2 separate regions of the Mus musculus genome follow, and region 1 is linked to region 2. The links are chromatin contacts, called in public HiChIP or PLAC-seq maps. All regions are on one chromosome and are shown on one strand. Each heading gives the region's core, a stretch centred on a gene start, on an enhancer-like site or on the middle of the called end of the contact. The rest is flanking DNA. Distances are from core to core; before and after follow the strand shown. Region 1 overlaps Gm30786 (a long non-coding RNA gene). Region 2 has its middle 15 kb from the start of Gm12295.

Region 1 (4,487 bases), core at 986-3,485, 340 kb before region 2:
CTAATTAAGTGTTAGGCAGTGAGTGACTTGGGGACCTTTCAGGGCATTAAGAGGGACTTCCTCCCTGAGAAGCTGTCAAGGTTAATATGGAGAGACTTCCTATGGCTGAAACAAATACATGGGGGGTGGGGTGGGGAAGGTGCTCACCAGAGCAGATCCTAACACAATGGAAATGCACACTAAAATAGGATTGTGCGTAAAGGTTTCGGGACTGAATGTAAATCACCCTTAAGAACTCAGGTGATCTTCGTTCTTGAGTTTCATGTGTTTTGCAAATTGTATCTTGTATGTTGGGTATTCTAAGTTTCTGGGCTAATATCCACTTATCAGTGAGTACATGTCATGTGAGTTCTTTTGTGATTGGGGGGGAAGGTATGGGGGACTTTTGGGGTAGTATTGGAAATGTAAATGAAGAAAATACCTAATTAAAATAAAATAAAAAGTAAATAAAAAAATAAAAGGAAAAAAGAACTCAGGTGATTGTTGTAGTTGTATCAGGGTGTTCTGTGAGGTTCGTGGGGTGGATTGGATGCTGTAGCCGATTGCCTAGAGGCAAGGCACTGTGTGATGGCCCCTTGGCATGACAATGCTCTCTCTTAGGTCTCTGAGTGCAAGCTGTGGGAACATGGACTATAACAGCCTGCAAGCTCAGCCTAGGACACCTGCTGCACAGAGTCACATTTTAAGGACTCTGCCTCCACCCCTTCCCCATCTGAGCTCCTTTGTCACTGACAATAGTCAACAGAGACCGTTACTTTCTTTATAAACTACCCCAGTCCGAGGTATTGCATTACAGTGATAGGAAAATGAATTGTGAGTTCTAGAACTCTCTAGAATGGCTTAAACAATTCTTTTTTTTCCTTTTCTTCCTTCTCCCCTGAAACTTGCAGATAATTAACTAATAAAACTATCTGAAAGTCATCTATCCAAGGTTCATAGAAAGTCTAGCTGAAGTCTATTGAAAGTCTTTTGCTGACAAATTTTCCAAAACGTTTTGAGATGATTTGCCTATTAAGGTCTTCTACATCTTCTAATGTCAGAATGTTTAGTATTTAAAACAAAAAACATAAAACCATTGATTTCATTGTGACTTTAGAACTGAACAGTGCTGTACCCGGTGTTGTCTATTCTTTTATACTTGATGGTGTTTTCCCCTCTTTTTGATCTTTAACTCTGCTGACTGTTTTTTGTTGTTTTCTTTTTGTGAATAGGCCTGCTATTTCTGCGGCTCACTTCATGGAGGAAGTTCGTCAGTTACTCCTGGTTTGTGAAGTATGTCTAAAAGCTCAGAGGTAATCAGGAAGGACCTGCTCTGGGCAGACCTGCTTGTCATTAGAACAGGTCTTAATGAAAGCAGAAGTTTACACTCCAGGCTATATTTCCATTCCCATCTCTTCCAGGCTCAAGCTGAAAAAAAAAATTCTAGTCTCAGAGTCCAGAGGCAGCAGAGAACTCTAGGAGAGACAGCATATTGCTTTCTGCCCACATCTATCTGCCAGATTTGGTCTCTGCTGACAGTCAGTCTAAGGGCTACATCTATTTTGCACTGTTTTATTAATGAGAGAAGCCGTGTTAGGATCTTGTAGCTAGACAATTATCTAGGATGTCAAGAATGTATGGAACCTCATGGTCAAGGCTCTCCCCGTCTCCAAATGTAAAGAATGTGAAAACTGAAGTCAGGTACTCTGAACGCAAACTTCCAAGGCCACAGGGAAATCCATGTCAAGAGTCAGACTTGACTCCAATTTCCTCACTCCTGGTATAGCTCTCCTTCCAGCTGCTGTACTACCCTCATGTTTGACCTAATAGATCGAGAGGCCACATAGATGGCCAGAGAAAGGGTGTCCCACAATTAGCCCTCCATAGCAGAGAGCCCATGCCTTTTCCTGTGTGACTGTGGCCACAGAAGCAGCCAGGTCAAATGTCTCATAAAGGAACTGACGGCTTAAACCTCCATCAGCCACACTTTCCGAATCCCCATAGACAGCAGAGGACCTTGAAGGGCTTGCTTTATCTCCTCCATCTACTTCTGAAGTAATCCTGAACTTTCAGAGTGTAACCAAGGGCTGGGATCCATGCCAGTCCGTATACACACTGTCCATCTGTAAGGGATAGACCAGGATTTGGGCTAAATGGAGATTCCCTCTTTTGGCTGCTGTGCGTTGTCTTGGGCTTGTGTATCTTGAAGAGGGATTCACATTCTTGGCAGGTCAGCTGTGAAACGTGTTTGACGTTGGTGGAAAAGGGCAGTTCTTGGATGCAGGACGTCTGCTGCTGTGTTTGCCCAAACTCCTGAGGAACCCAGTGGCAGAAGCCAAGTTTCTGAGAGTCTGTTTGGCTCTGCCTTTGACACTGACAGAGCAGGGGCGGGTGACTACAGGCTCTCAGAGGTCATCTCTTAATATTGTGTAGACCACTTACAACCTGTTATATGTAAAGAGTGGGTTTGCTGTGCATTATTGTTCTCTGTTATAGGGAGAGGTAGCATGGGAAATGAAGGGAAGCTACACTTACCCTAAATTGCATTATAGGATGATAGCAATTTAATGGCGGGATGGCTGTTTACTTTCTTCTTGACTCTAGGGCTCCAGCTTATTGATTTTCCCCACACATTTTACGTGGGGAATCAAATCAGATGTTACACTCACATTCTGAGCTCTTGGCATTGAGTTCAAGCTATACCTAGATAGTCCCTCTGCCTTGGTTGCTTTTATAATTTTTTCAAAAAGATTTATTATGCATATATAAATAAGTCTGTGTGTGAGTACATGGAAGCGAAAGACTTCAGATTTCCAGAGAGCTGGCATTATAGGGAGTAGTGAGTCACCTGAAAGGGGTGCTGTGGACTGAACTCTGAACCTCCAGAAAAGCCATCTCTCCAGTCCTGTAATGTTGTGATTTCTGATAGTCCTTCTGAAGTTGTCTTTAAGGTCTGTTCATAAGGTAAATAGCTCTCTTGAAGTAGAAGTTCCCAGAAAGCACAGACATAAACCCAGAGCCATCAAGAGAAGGCAAAAAGAGCAGTCCTCTGACATTGTCTATGCTGTGTAAGGTGGGTTTGTAGTCATTCCTGGGGACCTTCTTAAATCAGGTCACCATGTCTTCCTCCAGCCCTGGATAGACAGGTTGACTGATAGGAATGACTACTGTGTTGAGAAACACCAAAGACAGGCAGAGGCTGAAGCATAGTAAGAAAAGCCAACTTTCCAGGTGTGGACAAACATGCCTATAATCCCAGAACCTGAAGAGGCTAAAGGAGGGGGGCGTGAGGAGGAGGCAAGCCTGAGATACACTGAACATCTAGCACACCTCCCCAAACCCAAACCTAAGGAACAAAACCAAAGAAAGGGCAACTCTGGTGTTAGCCATGGGGCATACCAACAAGAAAGGAGAGCGCTCATAGAGAGAGATCTAGAGAGCTGCAGTGACAGATTCCTTTGTATCTCAGATGAAGGCTGAAAAGTTGGCACAAGTCCCCCAAAATGTCCCCAACACTGGAGAGCTACCCAAAAAGATGAGAGTCAATCAATTCCTTTGTTTTGAATTTGAGGGGACTGTTAGGGAAAAAAAGAAAAAATGCTAATGGAGCAAGGAAGTAGGTTGTGGAGGGCTAGTCTCAGGCACAGTATGCCTACTGAGTGTTCTTATCTGAAATGTGCACAATCTTAATGTGAGTTTCAATATCTATTAACATTCTCTAAAAACTCAGAAAGAACCTACAGATTCCATTTGTGTTCTTCTTGTGTATCTCCATCTGCCAATTCCTAGTGGTCTGTCAGTCCACTGTTGTCACCACTACAACCTCTACCACTACCTCCATCACTATCACCTTTGACATAACCATGTCCATCTCTACCATCACTACCTCCACACCATCATCTCCATGACCATTACCTTCATAGCATCATCTCCATGACCATAACTTTCAAGCCATCATCTCCATGACAAACTATCCCCATACCACCATCTCCAAGACCCCAACCTCCACATCACCTCTATCACAATTGCTTTCACACCTCCACCACCTCTACCATCTCTGTCTCTACCTCTAACTCCACTACCACCTCCACCACAATCTCTATTTCCTTCTCACTGCCATTTCCATGCCCACCACAACTTCTACCACCAACCTCAGCACCTTCACTTACTCTCTATAGCTGCTTCCACTTCTCTGGCCCTCACTGCCAAGCCAGTCTTAGCTCTGTGTCACCTGTCATGTGATGGGTGTCAAAACACTGGCTATCCTGGAGGTGGTGACTAGCTCTTTGGAAAACCCTGTGTGGTCTCCTCATAGCTCAATTCCCTGGCTCTTTATAAGTACCGATTCTCCATTAGTTCTGCTAGGAAGGTTTGGCTGCCAGTAGACAGCCCTCTTTATTGGGTCCTGGAAAAATGGCTCAAGCCCAGCTACATTCCACAGTGTCTGCTTGACCCTGTGGGAAGCTCTTGTATCCTGGTCATGCCACACGGTGGGCTGTGGCTACTCC
Region 2 (4,614 bases), core at 31-2,530:
ATAAGAAAGCAATCTGAGCAAGCCAGGTGAAACAATCCAGTAAGCAACAATCCTTCATGGCTTCTGTATCCACTCCTGCCTCCAAGTTCCTGCCCTGTGTGACTTCCTGTCCCGACTTCCTTTGGTGATGAACAGCAATGTGGAAGTGTAAGCTGAATAAACCCTTTCCTCCCCAACTTGCTTCTTGCCCATGATGTTTTGTACAGGAATAGAAACCCTGACTAAGACAGATGGTAAGATAGCTCAGTCAGTTAAGTGTCATTATGTAAGCATGAAGGCCCTGACTTGACCCCTGCACCACATAAAAATCTGGACGTGGTGATGTGTGGGTGTTTTTGTCAATCTAAGCATTAGGAAGACAGAGATGGGAGGATAGCCAGGGTTCACTCAAACACACACATTCGAATACACACACACACACAATCACTTTAAAGAGTAAAATTTTAATTTCAGCATATCTGAGTTTGAGTGTTAAATAGTCAAAGATCTGTGAAATGATCAAGCAAATCCCTCCACAGGACAATGCTGTGGTCTTGACATTTGTACGAACTGCAGTTCAAAACTTTTCATATTTGACTCCCTTGTTTGCACAGCACTGGACATGCTCAGTGCTTAGCAGCATGCAGGTGCAGTGTGGACCACACTGGACGGCAGGAATTCGTAGGGTTGTAAGGGTGGGCAGCAATAAATAAAAGTGTCAAGAAGACCCTGCGGAATGGAACTGGGGACAGAGCCTGCCAAGATATAGAGGAAGAAACTTCCAAAAAAAAAGAAAAAATTCTATAGGTGCCAACAGTCCAGGAAGTGGAGTTGCAAACAAAGATGTACATATGACCTTCAAAGGAGTGACCTTGAGGAGGACTCCTTTCTCAAGCCAGGGCCTCAAGGAATGTATGAGGGACACAAGGTTCCCAAAATATGCATTGCTGCCCCTTTCTGGTGCTCATTAGCACAAAACGAGATCCATCTCCTTTATGAGCAATAAGGGACAGGAGCTGAGCTCTCTAAGTGTGTATTCAGAATGTGGGTCCTTCTGGCTTTGCAATGACAACACTCAAGAGAAAGTGCAGAACAGGGTGAATTTCTGCCTACTCTGTGACAGCAGAGGGTGCTGCACCCTCCCCCCCACCCCCTCTAACAGGGTTCATGGTGGCCCTGTGCATTTAGCCTATCTCAATGTTATTTTCTGCTCGCAGTTTTCTGGACAGCTGACACCCTTGACAGTGATAAGAGAAGAGGGTTCCCAAATGGTGCTGTACAGTCCGCTCAGAGCCAAGCAAATACACGAGAGCCTGCCTTATCTCTCCTGTTTCTCAGGGGAAGTGACACAGGCATGAGAGCTGCTGAACAATGTCAACCAGGGACAGAGCATCTGGTGAGACCAAATGGCAGCTAGCTAGATGGCATCTTAAGTGGGCCCTATGCTCTGTGGCTTAAGAGGGACCTGAAATGCATGAAAGGAGATTGAGGGACAAATGGCCCTAACTCAATACATATGGAAGACCCCTTGTATCCACACCCTGCATAGTGTGGAAAGTGCCTACTGTGCGTGAGTATTGCTGAAATGAATGGGAAAAAAAATAGATGGGTAGAGATAAAACACAGAAACAGACCTGTTGGCTGGGATGACTAACTGAGATTTGTTTTTTATTTCTTGCATCAAAACTCCCTTTATTAATTTTTACTCATTAGAAGTTATGGGATAGAGGGCAAGCAAGATGGCCCAGGGAGTCAGAGCACTGACTGCCATAACTAATGAGCTGAATTTAATTCTCAGGACCCACAGAGTGGAGAACCAGCAAGTTGTCCTCTGACCTGCACCAGCATGTCACAGTGCGTGTGCATGGCTACACACAAATAAATACGAGTTGTGAAACAAACAGAGTTTATACTTTTTAAAGTTTCCCCCTATCTAGGCCTTAAGCTCGTCTGTTGTCTGGGTTTTCCCAAACAGGTCTTGACAGATTGACTGTGATGTGATATGCCTGGGCCCCTGATTCACCCAGTCCCCTGAACTGAATCTCTATAAAAACGAAGTTCAGCCATGAGAGAGAAAGAAATTCTTTCATTTGCAGCCATGGGATGAACCTGAGGACAGCAGTTTCGTGAAGTCATCCTGACCTGCTAAAATAAATTGTGCAATGTGCTCATGGCTACATGGGATCTAAAGATGGCAGATTCATCAAAACAGAAGGGATGGTGGAAGCAGGGCTAAGAGATTTGGAGAGATGTCTGTGAGAGGAGAGAGAAGAAAAAGTTCAAGAGATTCGTGGTACACAATACAGACAATGGCGCATTGTACCTAAGATTACTGAGTGTAGGCCCACAGTCCTCTCTCCACAGAAATCAGTGCATGCTGTGAGAGGAATTAAGCCATTGGACACATGCAAGTGTTTCAAAATACCATGTGTATAAATTCTGTCAACTAAAACATTCTATAAGAATGAGAGGGTGCCTTCCTTCTTCACCGGCTGTCCCAGAAACCTCACTCAGAAGTACTCTCCAAAGATACGTACTGAAGGAAGTTCCAAAGACAGCCTGAACTGCAAGGCAGGAGAACCCTTGCAGAGAAGAGGAGCTGCCTGTGTTAGGTTTTAAAAGGGAGACCCTGAAAATATTTTCAGAGTCACCTTAGAAAGAAACTGTAGGCAGGGCAGGAAGCTATTTTACAGTTCTTCAGCTGGCTCTAGATTTTTCAATTTAGGGGTGTGTGTGTGTGTGTGTGTGTGTGTGTGTATGTGTTCAAAACTGCCTATCCTCAGAGATTTAGATGACCCACCCAATTTGGTCTTTCGTTTGTTTGTCTGTTTTTTGTTTTTAATGTTTCAAGACAGAGTTTCTCTGTGTAGCCCTAGCTGTCCTGGAACTTATTCTATAGATCAGGCTGGCCTTGAACAAAACAAAAAACCAAAAACAAAAAAAACAAACAAAAAAAAAAATCTGCCTGTCTCTGCCTCCTGAGCACTAAGGATTAAAGGTGTATGCTGCCACTGCCTCTACCCTATATCTGACTTGAGATTTGTCAGTTCAGCCCTACCCTTCCCACTAACATTGAGTACCAGGGTCACCCAAAATCACAGCTGTTAGGGAGAGAGAGAGAGAGAGAGAGCACTGAGGTTGAGCTCTTCTGTCCTAAAGATGGGTCTCTTGACGTTCTAGTCACACTACATCTCCTGGCCATCCAGATCCCACATCTATGATGTTCTCAGGGAGAAAGCAGAACCAGTTACATCTTTTCCTTCAGGTAGAAGGTTTTTGGTGTGTCCAGTGCTGAGCTCTCTACCCATCAGCCCTGACTAAGGAATGGGGCTACCTCCAGAAGCCAGCGTTCTGCCCCAGCTTGAAAGAGCACAGCCGGTAGGATAAAAGGAACAACTCCATTTGGGAGGGGCCTTGAACCCCATCTCTACCTCTCTAACAACAGCACATCTCCCATGAGTGAAGCTCATACTAGTAGCCAATGCGTGTTGACTGGTCCCCACTCTGTCATCTGGACCACAAAGCTAGATGGTCTCTGTCGCTTACATATACAATGGTTTTAACAACTTATATGCAAATTTGATCACTTTTGCCAGGGAAAAGAAGGAGCCATATAATAATACACCCAAGTCAAAGCTCACCAGATCTACCAGGATTGGTTCATTTAATAGCATCTGGAATCTTTGAAAGATAAGGCTGCCCCACTAAGGGCTAGAGAGTAGCCATGCCTTCAGTGATATTTTAATGCACACGCTTAGGGGCTGGCCCCTGTACGCAGTATTAGAATCCTCTGCTCCCTTATTCTCTTCTGTGGGTTTTTTGGTTTTGTTTTCATTTTTTATTTTTCCCTGTCTAGGGCTCAGAATGACTCTGGAAGAACTTGTAGCTTCCTGTGTTTTCTGACTGGGTCCCTTACCACTGTCTTTGCAAATGGCATTTCCATTAACATTTCTATTTCTGGCCATTAGGGGCACCTAAAGATTTCCCACCAAGATTGACAGCCACTATTTTAAGAAAGTGCTTTTAAAAAGCCAGTGCTTTTGCTAAGTTTAAATCTGACTTTCTCAGGGGATGCTTAAAAGAAATACACAGTTTGTTTGTTTTTTTTTTAAGAACCTTTGCAAGTTCAAAATAACATTCCAGAAGGAGTCACTAGAAAAACATTCAAGGGAAGAGAAAAAAATTGTTTTCGTTTGTAGCAGACCTGGCTTCATCCAAATGTTCTATTTGTTTTTTACTGCAGAAAAGTCAAGTAGCCATAAGACTTGGTGATAACCGAAAGAAAAATGTGTGAATGCCTCTCATAGCTAGAATATTTATGGAAGAGGGAGGAGCCAAAGCTGTCTGGATCTATTACTCAATAAGCCAGGTAGGGACAGGTTGAGGGCTGGTGGACCAAGCGCAGAGCCTTGAGGTTCTCCTGAACCTTGTGGATGCAGCATCTTAAAACTACGTCAACTGGAACTTTCCACCAAGCTAATGACCTATAAGTCACCGATGCCGTATCCTGCCTGGAATGCCTGATCTAGAAAGACAAACCCTGGTGACAGTTTCAATACAGCCTCAGAGCCAAAGTGACCTGCTCAAGCCAAGAGCCAGAACCTCTGCAGGTGTGGCAAAAGAACAGTACATTTA

The links. HiChIP or PLAC-seq counts read pairs in DNA pulled down with a chosen protein or histone mark.
Region 1: an H3K27ac HiChIP or PLAC-seq map of heart atrium shows a contact between it and region 2, with 7 times the contacts expected there. The contact joins two enhancer-like sites. A contact is called at or near these places in 4 of 39 promoter capture datasets (cranial neural crest, embryonic stem cells, frontonasal cranial neural crest and 1 more), 2 of 484 Hi-C or Micro-C datasets (the HL-1 cell line and nephron progenitors) and 4 of 115 datasets of contacts at active chromatin or transcription factors (double positive thymocytes, embryonic fibroblasts, extraembryonic endoderm stem cells and 1 more).

What each region holds. Positions count from the first base shown.
Region 1 is chr11:65,638,234-65,642,720 of GRCm38.p6, reverse strand. It overlaps Gm30786 (a long non-coding RNA gene), which reads left to right. Exons shown (of 4, transcript XR_388755.1): 4 at 1-309. Among named protein-coding and RNA genes, the nearest start is that of Gm40026, 10 kb to the left of the region's middle. Within about 2 kb of position 2,235, at least 3 of the 459 cell types and tissues checked have an H3K27ac peak or open chromatin away from gene starts, as enhancers often do. A contact at or near this core is called in heart atrium, where this site is marked.
Region 2 is chr11:65,300,642-65,305,255 of GRCm38.p6, reverse strand. No RefSeq gene overlaps it. Among named protein-coding and RNA genes, the nearest start is that of Gm12295, 15 kb to the right of the region's middle. Within about 2 kb of position 1,280, at least 15 of the 459 cell types and tissues checked have an H3K27ac peak or open chromatin away from gene starts, as enhancers often do. A contact at or near this core is called in heart atrium, where this site is marked.